Linked DNA regions of Canis lupus: region 1 is linked to region 2. Evidence: chromatin contacts called from public Hi-C data. All regions are on one chromosome and are shown on one strand. Each heading gives the region's core, a stretch centred on a gene start, on an enhancer-like site or on the middle of the called end of the contact. The rest is flanking DNA. Distances are from core to core; before and after follow the strand shown. Region 1 holds the start of PCGF6 (polycomb group RING finger protein 6). Region 2 holds the start of CNNM2 (metal transporter CNNM2).

What was found. Hi-C and Micro-C count contacts between places; a contact is called where the count stands out from the background.
Region 1: a contact with region 2 is called in a Hi-C map of blood, with 4 times the contacts expected there. The contact joins the promoter of PCGF6 here to the promoter of CNNM2 in region 2. A contact is called at or near these places in 3 of 9 Hi-C or Micro-C datasets (amygdala and blood).

The regions. Positions count from the first base shown.
Region 1 is chr28:15,920,392-15,926,121 of UU_Cfam_GSD_1.0, forward strand. PCGF6 (polycomb group RING finger protein 6) reads right to left here and starts at 4,453. Exons shown (of 10, transcript XM_038578684.1): 1 at 4,035-4,453; 2 at 3,080-3,179; 3 at 2,890-2,986; 4 at 2,068-2,123; 5 at 1,908-1,967; 6 at 904-1,012. The coding sequence starts at 4,391. It also overlaps the pseudogene LOC102152831.
Region 2 is chr28:15,553,491-15,559,605 of UU_Cfam_GSD_1.0, forward strand. CNNM2 (metal transporter CNNM2) reads left to right here and starts at 3,444. Exons shown (of 7, transcript XM_038578664.1): 1 at 3,444-5,270. The coding sequence starts at 3,650.

The DNA of each region.
Region 1 (5,730 bases), core at 3,203-5,702, 370 kb after region 2:
AAAAGGCGTTTTAGTTTATTCTGAAAACTAAGTATTTTGAAAACTGTAGTTTGATACATGCCAACTCTGTTATCATGATAGTGTTTAACAATGTTGCACTATAATGGAGTATACCATATGCTACATACAATGTTTGAAAGAAGCAATGTATATGAATTGGAAAGATACCCAATACTTTAGAACACAATTTGGCAAAACCAAGCAAAGTTAAAAACAAACATATGCTAACACTCAGCAAATCTATACTCTTAGAGAACTATCTCACATATATACAAGGAGATATGTACACAAGTATTTAAAGCAACATTGTTTATAGTAACAAAAACACCTAGATATAAGCTAAATATTCAACAGTACAAGAAAAATTATGGTATACTTATTTTAAGGGAATACCAGGCAATGGTTAGCATGAATGAACTAGAGCTACACATTTTCACGTGGATGAATCACACAATGTTGAGTGAAAAAAGTTGGAAAAAAAAAAAAAAGCAAGTTGGAAAACAGTGATACCATTTAAAGTTTTTAAATGGACAAAAGCAATTCTACATATTGCTTAAGCATTGATACATGAGATAAACATATTTTTAAAACCATGGGAATGGCAATCATTATTTTTAGAACAGTGGTTATCAACCTCTAAGAAAAGGGGGAGTGAACCGGAAGAGGTAGCCAAAGGACTTCCGCTATGCTAGCGTGGGTTATTTCTTAAGCCAGGTGATGGTGATACAAGTGGTTGTAGTGCTATTCTTTAGATCTTTTTCTAAGTCTTAGATTTTTCATGATTAATTTTTAAAAGGATATCAGAAGAACTTGATTTTACCTGAGTTCAGGATGATTTCATAACGTTGGAACTTACCAAATTCTTTATTTTAAGGTTAAGAGGTATAGGTTTAGGATACTCACCCAATGAACTCTAGTAATAAAGACATATCAAGTTCAGGTGGAATACGAAACACTGATTCTAAGACTTTCTTAGATCTTCCTTTGCTTGAGGGAACTGGCTGTGGAACAGCTATTTAATAGCCAAAGAAAAAAGTTGAATTAGAATACAAATTTCACAAATTGAGATCTCTGAAAAATAATTACAGATATTATAACTACATTGACGATTTAAGAGATCATAAAGCACTCAATCTCCTTTTCTTTAATAACATTAACTAATCTGTCAAAGCCGGTGAAATTGCTCCTGGGGATCACTCCACAATGGAAGGTAGACAGACATATGTAGCTGGTTTACCAGGGCCACAGAGAGAGCTCATCATAACACAACAGATATACACACTACTATGTGCCAGGGTTCAGGGCTCATACTTAGCATTGTATATGCACATTCTCATTTAAGCCTTATTATAATCCCATAACAAAAGCATACTGCTACCTTTTTTTTTTTTTTACAGTTAAAACTATAAAGAAACTGAGATTACTGTTTAAGTGAGATTAGGCAATATATAGTAAGTGGAAGAACGAAGATTTAAACACACATTTATCTAACTTCTATACTGTGACATTACCATCATCACAAAAAATATTTGAACAGTTACTATGTTCCAGGCATCGTTTTAAGTGCTTTGCATTACTGAACGCATCCTTATAATAATTTCATGAAGTGCTATCACTATCCCTACTTTATAGATGAGGAAATTGAGACATTGAAGTAATTTGCCAAAGTCACACAGAAAGTAAAGTGGCAGAGGTAGGATCAAACTCAGAAAATCTAGCTCCAGAGCCTATACTCTTTAATTTTTATAAATAATTAAATTGGATTATACTACATCATTACCTTCATAATCTCTCTCTTTGATCATAAAATAACCAGCTATCACCAAAAAGAACCTCAAAGGGAGTAAATTTTATTGAGTTAGTATTCTTTAATCTATAAATACATTATGATATACACCCAAACTTACCAGGTTTAGGTACTTCTAGACCTCTTTCTTTATAGAAATCATGCATTTGCTTTTTTTCTCCTAAAAAATGATAAAACACAGACTAAATTACACTTAAAATGTAACTAGGAGAGTTAGCAGAGATGCTGGGATTCAAAACTATGTAATAAAACAAACTTACTTTCCTCTAGATTGATCACTAATTTGTACACTATGTCTTGTAATTGTCGATCCAACCTAATAAAAGGAAAGGATGGAGAATACCTCAGAATTCAGCAAAATGCATTTTGGTACAGAGTGAGAATGAATGATGCTCTTTGCAACTGTTTTGTCTTGGGAGTGGATAACTCCTTTTTCAGAGGTGAATTACTTTTAGGTAGCACTGGTTCTCACCTGAGATAACCTCAAGTAATTAATTGTATGTAATCATAGATTCTTGAATGGTTTGCTAAACTGTTCCACGTGTACTGGTCTTATTCCCTTGCAGAGACTGTATTTTGAACTTTTGTGCATCATCTGCAAAGCATTCTTCTATAAAGGTAATAAAAGTGTAATAGTATACGCTGAACAAATGAAAGCAATCCACTTTTATTTAGTATGTTTCTGCCCTTGGGAAACGGAGTATGAACTGAAAATTTGAAGGGAAAAAAAAAAAACCACAATGACCTATGACAAACAGGTTTTTCTAAAGAGGCCAGTCGTTTCAGGCATTAGTTTTAAAAAGCAGAGTTCTAAATATCCCCAAAACGACAAGCCTAAACTAGCCTCATTAACTTGACTGATGGAATTAAAATCCTCAAAAAGAGAGGCCTGTGCTTTTTTATTTTTTTGTTCCCAGCAGCTATCACAGTGCCTGGTACACAGTAAGTGTTCTGTATGTATTTTAGAGAATATGTAGTTCCCTTTTTGAAACAGGTCAAGAATTTATTCCCAACTACACAACTAGAAGCTTCCAGAAAAAGTGTATTTAAAAATACAATTTCTGGTTATATATTTCTCTTACCTTATGTTATAAAGAGGTTGTGTCTGATGTACTACTATGTTGCATTTTGGACATCTGTTGCTATAGTAAAAATGTCTTACAATGCAGCTTTTACAAACTGTTGAAAAGAAAATGTTTAAATTAGGATGCTTTAAACCCATTTCAAAAACTGAATGAATGTATTTATTCGAAATATGAACTATATGCTTACACGTATGAAGACATTCCGTAATGGTAGTTGCGTCTATTAAGTAACCTTTGCAAATGGAACACAAGATGTATGGTGTCAGCTCAGAGAGATTAATCAGGCGCTGCAAATGCAATGGAAATAGTTTTAAAAACGCAAGTCCCTGCCTTCTCAAATTCTTAAAGCCATAATCCCCATATTTCATTATGAACAATGTGTCTTGCTTTGCAACACGGAAACATGTTACAGTACCTCCAACCTTTCAAAATCCTGCCGAAAGTTACAATAACACAATATAAACCAGTGTTTCAAAAAAAGATTTCATTCTTTCGGACATATCGTGTATTGCCTGATGAGGGGCGTCTCCCTTCACCAATTACTTACAAAATGGGCAAACTTTCCAGATACTCATGTTTACGCTCAATGTATCGATTCTGAGCGGCTAGGTGTTGCCCAGCTTGGTAAAATATGCGCTCCCACATTAAAAAAACCAACCAACCAACCAACCAACCAACGAAACAAAAAAACCCTTCCCAACAAGAGGCTGAGGAGACGGGGAAGGGTTTTACCACCCTCTCAGCCTCCGTCAGAAATGGACTGGTTTTCCTGTCCGACTGTGAGCTCTCGCAAGGCAGGCGCCCTACACCGCTGGCGCCCACCCGCCTGGCATGACTGAATGATTATTTACAGAGGAACCGAGCGGGACTCGGGGAGCCTCAGTGGTCGGCAGGGAATCGGGCGCGGAGCGGCGGCGCCACATGCCTGGGCAGGTTGAGAGGGAGGGGTGAGGTGGCCGCCGAGCGCCCGGGGCTGCAGGGGCGAGCTGCCGACGCGGCCCGGCGCCGAGAGGGGAGGGCTGCCCGGGCCCCTCAGGCCCCTCAGGCCCCTCAGGCCCCTCAGGCCCCTCAGGCCCCTCAGGCTCCTCAGGCCCCTCAGGCTCCTCAGGCCCCTCAGGCCCCTCAGGCCCCGCTACCAATACCTCCTCCTCGTCCTCGGAGTCCGGCCGACCCCCCTCCAGCCTCAGCGAGAAGTGGCTCATCTCTTCCTCCTCCTCCTCCTCCTCTTCCTCCAGCTCCTCATCTTCTTCCAACTCGTCGTCCTCGTCCTCGAAGCGGCCCCTCAGGCGGCCCAGGCTGCGCTCCGGCTCCAACTCCGGGGGCCGGGAGCCCGAGCAGCCTGGAGCCCCCGCCTCGGGCAAGGGCGGCGGGCCCTCCTCACCCGCTGCGGGTGCCGGGGTGAGAGCAGGCGGGGAGACGGCAGGCGGGGGCGGCATGGCTCCAGCGCCCTCGGCCTTGCCGACGCCCGCGCTGCCGGCGGCCACCGAGACCCTCTCCATGCGGGGGGCAGAGACCCGGGGAGACGAACCCCGGCGGCTGGGTAGCGCGGGAGTTCTGCCTACCTGCCTGGGCTGCCAGTGCGCAGGCGCGGGAGACCTGCAGGGCCCGCTGGGAAATGTGGTTCACCGCCCCTCACCTAGACCTGGGCGGCGTGCGCCGAGCTGCTCTGCACGGAGGGCGGGGCTTGCGGGTCGCGTTTGGAAGAATCTCACCCAAGGCTGACCGTCTCTTTATTTCCTTTTTTTTTTTTTTTTTTTTTTTTAAGTAATCTCTGTACCCAAACTGGGGCTCGAACTTACAAACCTGAGATCAGAGTCTCGGGCTCTACCGGCTTAGCGAACCCGACACCCTTTACTCTCTTTTAAAAATGACAAGATTGGTACCGTTCCAAACAGCAGTATTCTGTCTGCATCAATTGATGCGCAGAACACTGAAATAGGTAATATAATGATGTCGTATTATGAACAATAATTTAAATTTGAGTAGCGATTGTGCATTTCTTTCATCCAAGATTATTTCCCTTAGGAAGTATGACGTCTATTTTGAAATACGTACGTTTATTTATTTGGAGGAATTAAATCTTGTATTGCCACAGGATGGAAATTTAATTGCCATTCGAAGACCATCCACGGGTCCTCATCACATAGAGGAAAGTCCACATAACTGGAAGTCTGCTGTAGCAGAAACAGACCTATTCACAAACGTCCACCCCCAACTCCAATTTTTTTTTAGGAAAGATATTTGGGGTTGGTGTATTTTATTCTTGCTGACGAACAGAGAGCCAGCTAATGTCAAGAAGCTTGCAAGCCACATTCAGAAAGGAGTCAAATGCTACTTTACAAAATAATGCTGAGGGAAAAATCACATTTGAAAGACAATGTGTGTTCGCTGAGTAAAATTAATGCTAATTTGGAGGATGCCTGGGTGGCTCAGCGAACTAAGCGCCTCTGCCTTCCACACAGGTGATAATCCCAGGATCCTGGGATAGGAGGCCTGAATCAGTCTCCCAGCTCAGTGGGGAGCCTGCTTCTGCCTCTCCCCCAGCTCACGCGCTCTCTCTCAAATAAAAAAATCTTTTTTTTTTTTTAAAGATTTATTTATTAAGAGAGAGCGAAAGAGAGGCAGAGACACAGGCAGAGAGAGAAGCAGGCTCCATGCAGGAAGCCCGACGTGGGACTCGATCCCGGGTCTCCAGGATCACACCCCAGGCTGCAGGCGGCGCTAAACCGCTGCGCCACCGGGGCTGCCCTCAAATAAAAAATCTTAAAAAAAAAAAAAAAAAAAAATTAATGCTAGGGATTCCTGGGTGGCTCAGTGGTTGAACATTTGCCTTTGGCT
Region 2 (6,115 bases), core at 2,194-4,693:
TCTGACTGGTTTACTAAAAGGGAAGAAAATCTGCTTGCAGAATACAAAAAAGAAAATAGCAATTATATTTTGGATATTTAAGTTGCAAGAAAAAGACCAATTTGGCAGTTACTTTGCTACAGTGCCTCCTCCAGACACAGTAGCTTGGGAGTCCTAGGGAGTTAGGTCTTCAGAACTTTTTTTTCTCCTGAATTTTAAGTTTTCTTTTTAATTTTTTATTAAGTAATTTCTATGCCCAACATGGGCCTTAAACTCACAAGAGCCAGCCAAGTGCCCTCAGGATTTTTTTTTCTCCTGAGCAATCCATGGACCTACTAGGGTTTGGTCAGTGTGATTAAAAAGCCTTGGGCACTTGAGTGGCTCAGTCAGTTGAACATCCAAAGCTTGATTTCAACTCAGGTTGTGATCTTGGAGGCATAGATGGAGCCCAGTATGTGTCTCCACGTTCAGCCCAGAGTCTGCTTGTCCCCCTTCCTCTGCTTCTCCCCTGTGCTCTTTCTCTAACAAATAAATAAAATCTTTTAAAAAGAAGAAGCGGACTTTATGGATCTCTTAGGATGTCTACCCCCTTCCATTTCCCAAACTTGCCTGGTTGTCTATTAGAAATTCGGATTCCTAGGTCCTACCTCTTCAGTAAGTAAGTATGGAATGGGGCCCAGTGATATATACTTTCAGAGAGAATATGAGAGAAGTCTTTTAAAAAAATATTTATTTATTTATTCATGAGAAACACACAGAGAGAGGCAGACACAGGCAGAGGAATAAGGGACTTATTAGTAGGCTCCCATAGGGAGCCTAATATGGGACTTGATCCCAGGACCTCAGGATCACGACCTGAACCAAAGGGAGATGCTCAACCACTGAGCCACCCAGGTGTCCTGAGAAGTCTTCTTTTTAAATTATTTTATTTATTCATCATTCTGTTTTAGAGAGAGTGAGGGTGCCAGTGAGATGGGGGAAGGACAGAGGGAGAGAGAGAGAGAGAGAGGGAGGGAGAGAGAGAGAAAGAGAGAAAGAGAATATCTCAAGTAGGCTCCATGCACAGCTCGGAGCCCAAGTCAGGGCTCCATCTCACGCCCCTGAGACTATGATCTGAGCCGAAACCAAGAGCTGGACGCTTAACTGACTGGGCTACCCAGATGCCCCTTCTTTTCTAATTATTGGGGTAAAATTGCTCTGTAAGTCTCAGGTGTATAATGTTATGTGTATCATGTACAAAATGATCATCACCGTAAATCTAATTACCATCAGCACCATACAATTGAGCACTTTCACCCATTTTGCTCAACCCTAACCTCTTCTGCCTCTGGTAACCATCAGTTTATTTTCTGTATGTATGAGTTTTTGTTTTGTTTGTTCATTTTGTTTAGATTCCATATATAAGTGAAGTCATACTGTATTTTTCTTTGTCCTGTGACTTAGTTCACTTAGTATAATACCCTCAACATCTGTCTATCTTGTCGCATACAGCAAGATTTCCTTCTTTCTTCTTTTATGACAGTTCTGTTCCACTGTATTTCCATACTTGGCTATTGTAAGTAATGCTTTTATGAATGCAAGGATGCTTATATCTTTTCAAATTAGTGTCTTTATATTCTTTGGCTAAGTATCCAGAAGTGGAATAGTTGGGTCACATGGTAATTCGATTTTTAATTTTTTTTTTAAATTTTTTGAGGAATCTTCACACTATTTTCCACAGCGTTTGCACTAAGTTGATTGCCACTAACAGTGTGGAAGGTTCTTTCCTCCACATCCTAACACTTATTTCTTGTCTTTTTGGTAATAGCCATTGTAACAGGTATGAAGTGATATTTCATTGTGGTTTTGATTTGCATTCCTCTGATGATGAGTGATGTTGAACATCTGGGAAAAATGTTTATTCAGACCCTCTGGCCATTTTTATTTATTTTTAAAAACGATTTTATTTATATATTCATGAGAGACACACACAGAGAGAGGCAGAGACAGACAGAGAGAGAAGCAGGTTCCACGCAGGGGAGCCCAACGTGGGACTCGATCCTTGGTTTCCAGGATCACACCCTGGGCTGAAGGCGGCGCTAAACCGCTGAGCTACTGGGGCTGCCCCTTCTGGCCATTTTTAAATTGCTTTTTTTGTTGTTGTTGCTGTGTTGTGCAAGTTCTTTTTATGTTTTGGGTACTAAACCCTTATAAGATATGTGATTTGCAAGTATTTTCTTCCATTGAACAAGTTGTCTTCTTGTTTTGTTGGTTTCCTTCAAGTTTTTAGTTTGTTGTAGTCTCATTTGTTTATTTTCGCTTTTGTTTACCTTGCCTTTGGAGTCAGATCCACAATTTAAAAAAAAATCACTAAAACCAATGTCAGAGAGCTTGCTACCTTTTCTTGTCAGAATTTCATGGTTTCAGATCTTAGATTCAAGTCTTTAATTCATTTTGAGTCAATTTTTATACGTGGTGTAAGATGGCATTTAGTTTCATTCATTTGTATGTAACTGTTCAGTCTTCCCAACACCATTCATTGAAGAGACTGTCCTTTCCTCTTGGCTCCTTTTCCTAAATTAACCATATATGTATGGGTCTACTTCTGGGCTCTCTGTTCCATCGCATTGATCCGTATGCCTTTTTCATGCCAATACCGTATTGTTTTGATGACTATAGCTTTGTGGTATAGTGAGGGGATTCCTGACTTGGAAGGTGGGGAAACTGCTTCACTGTAACCTTCTCACCTCTCCCGCAAAGCTTTTGGGGTTTGCAGACCTGGAAAGCATTGCAGGGTGCCAACGTAACCGGCAGGTGGCGCCACGCGACCGCAAGCTGCGGCGTGAGAGCATCCCGTTGGGAGAAGTGAGAAGCTCCAGAAGAGGCAGGTCGCTAGGTGTGGGGCCACCCAGTCGCCGCTAATCCCGGGCGGAGCGGCGCCGACGGGTAGAGGAGGGTGGCGCAGCAGGTGTCCCGGCCTTTCAGGCAAACGCGCTGCTTGAGCCCTCCCCAGTCGGCTTCCCGGGTTCCTGGGGCAGCCTCCGTCGCAGGAACATTGAGCACTGCGGCAGCCGGCAACGCGGTGCCGCGAAAACCGACCGTCCAGGGCCCCAGGACATTAGCCCAGCACTGCCTACCCAGGCGCGGGGAGCTACTACCGAGGCCCCTCGGGGAGCACCAGGCCCGCAGACGGCCCCCTCTCATTGGTAGCCCGACTGCAGGCCCCGCCCCCTCTCGTACAGCTCTCGTCCGTGAGTGGCTCTCGGGCCCCAGCTGGCCACACCTCCTCCCCTCGCACATACACAAGAGTCACGCGCCTTTCAGTAGGAAACTTGGCGTGCCGAGGGGGACGGTGGCTTTCATCGCCCCACCCACCTGCCTTGCCATTGGCCCGCGGCTCCGCTCGTGACCACGCCCCCATTCCAGCCCCCTGGCTGGGAGGGCGGGCACCCGCGCGTGATTGGCTGGTCCGCCTGCCTCTCGCGGGAGCGGCTGGCGCTTCACCCTCCCTTTTCCCCCTCCCGCGAGTCTCCAGGTTCCTCAGCTGGCAGAGGCCGGGTCAGTGTCAGTCAGGGAGCCGGACCGCCGGACCGTGTGTGCGGACGCTCCGCTGCAGTCTCGCCCAGGGGCCGGTGGCTGCGCTCGCGCCGCCGGGTGGGAAGGATGAAGCCGCAGCTGGAGCAGCCACCCTATGATTGGCTGTGGCGCTTGTGAACCCGAAGTAAAGATGGCGGGCGGGCAGGCAGCCGCCGCACTGCCCACTTGGAAGATGGCGGCGCGCCGCAGCCTCAGCGCCCGCGGCCGGGGGGTCCTGCAGGCGGCGGCGGGGCGGCTGCTGCCGCTGCTACTGCTGAGCTGCTGCTGCGGCGCGGGCGGCTGCGCAGCAGCGGGCGAGAACGAGGAGACGGTGATCATCGGGTTGCGGCTGGAGGACACGAACGACGTGTCTTTCATGGAAGGGGGGGCGCTGCGGGTGAGCGAGCGGACCCGGGTCAAGCTGCGGGTGTACGGGCAGAACATCAACAACGAGACGTGGTCCCGCATCGCCTTCACCGAGCACGAGCGGCGGCCTCACAGCCCGGGCGAGCGCGGGCTGGGGGGCCCCGCGCCGCCCGAGCCGGACAGCGGCCCCCAGCGCTGCGGCATCCGCACCTCCGATATCATCATCTTGCCCCACATCATTCTCAACCGCCGCACATCGGGCATCATTGAGATCGAGATCAAACCGCTGCGCAAGATGGAGAAAAGCAAGTCCTATTACCTGTGCACATCGCTCTCCACGCCCGCCCTGGGCGCCGGCGGCCCGGGGTCCGCGGGCGGCGCCGTCGGGGGCAAGGGCGGCTCGGGAGTGGCCGGGCTCCCGCCGCCCCCGTGGGCCGAGACCACCTGGATTTACCACGACGGCGAGGACACCAAGATGATCGTGGGCGAGGAGAAGAAGTTCCTGCTGCCCTTCTGGCTGCAGGTGATCTTCATTTCGCTGCTCCTGTGCCTGTCGGGCATGTTCAGCGGCCTCAACCTGGGGCTGATGGCCCTGGACCCGATGGAGCTGCGCATCGTGCAGAACTGCGGCACCGAGAAGGAGAAGAATTACGCCAAACGCATCGAGCCGGTGCGCAGGCAGGGCAACTACCTGCTGTGTTCGCTGCTGCTGGGCAACGTGCTGGTCAACACCACGCTCACCATCCTGCTCGACGACATCGCCGGCTCAGGCCTCGTGGCGGTGGTGGTCTCCACCATCGGCATCGTCATCTTCGGGGAAATCGTGCCCCAGGCCATCTGCTCCCGTCACGGCCTGGCTGTCGGGGCCAACACCATCTTCCTCACCAAGTTTTTCATGATGATGACCTTCCCCGCTTCTTACCCGGTGAGCAAGCTGCTGGACTGCGTCCTGGGCCAGGAGATAGGCACTGTCTATAACCGGGAAAAACTGCTGGAGATGCTCCGGGTCACCGACCCCTACAACGACCTCGTTAAGGAGGAGCTGAACATCATCCAAGGAGCGCTGGAGCTCCGCACCAAGACAGTGGAGGACGTGATGACTCCGCTCCGGGACTGCTTCATGATCACGGGCGAAGCCATTCTGGACTTCAACACCATGTCGGAGATCATGGAGAGCGGCTACACCCGTATTCCGGTATTTGAGGGGGAGCGCTCCAACATCGTGGACCTTCTCTTTGTCAAAGACTTGGCCTTCGTGGATCCAGATGACTGTACTCCCCTGAAAACCATCACTAAATTTTATAACCACCCCTTGCACTTTGTTTTCAATGACACCAAGTTGGACGCTATGCTGGAAGAATTTAAGAAAGGTGGGAAATTTTGGTATCTTTCATTGGCTTGCTCTCTCTCTCTCTCCATCCTCCTCCCTACTTGAGCCCTCTACCCTCAGATCAACCCCCCAAGGCGAGTTGACCGGAATTTCTCCTGTCTCTTAATTGCAAAGTTGAAAGGGTGGCATGGATTTGGGGGATGGATTGAACTAGAAGGCGCTTCTAGGTTTTCTAAAAGCACGAGACTAACGTCACTCGCTTTTTCGCATTTCAAAAAGCAGGCTTTCTATTTTCTGTGCATGATACTGCTGGCCCTCTGGTCCTGAGGGGTCTGCTGCATACCATTGCCCCAGTTCTGAGTGGGTAAGGTGCAAGTCGGGGCCAGCTAATGCCATGCTGTGCCATCTGGTTGACATGTACTAATCTCAGGCGTTTGGAAAAACATTGAGATAGTTTCTCTAAACTCAGTACAATCCTCTTCTTCCTCCTTAACCATTCACTGACATTTCAGAGATTGGAAGTGCATTTTCGGTAGCTCTGTTCCTGGTTGTCAGGCCACCTGTGGGGCAGATTGGGCTCTGCCTTTTGAGGATAGAGGATGGGTTAAGCCAATATCACCAAAAAGATTTATGCATTTGGGTGTGACTTGCCTTAGCTAGAAAAGAGGGTTTTGTTTTGTTTTGTTTTTTTTCAAAGTAGAGTTATTAATATATAACTTGGAAAGACTAGAGGTGAGTTAACCTTTTATTAGGCTATCTTGTCTAGCTTTCTTCACTATTTGTTTATATTTACTTGACAAATAAATTTCCCAAACCAAGTGTGATTTTGGCAGAAATCTTGAACATTTAACAATGGGATGACGCCCTCTATTGTGGTTTATTTAT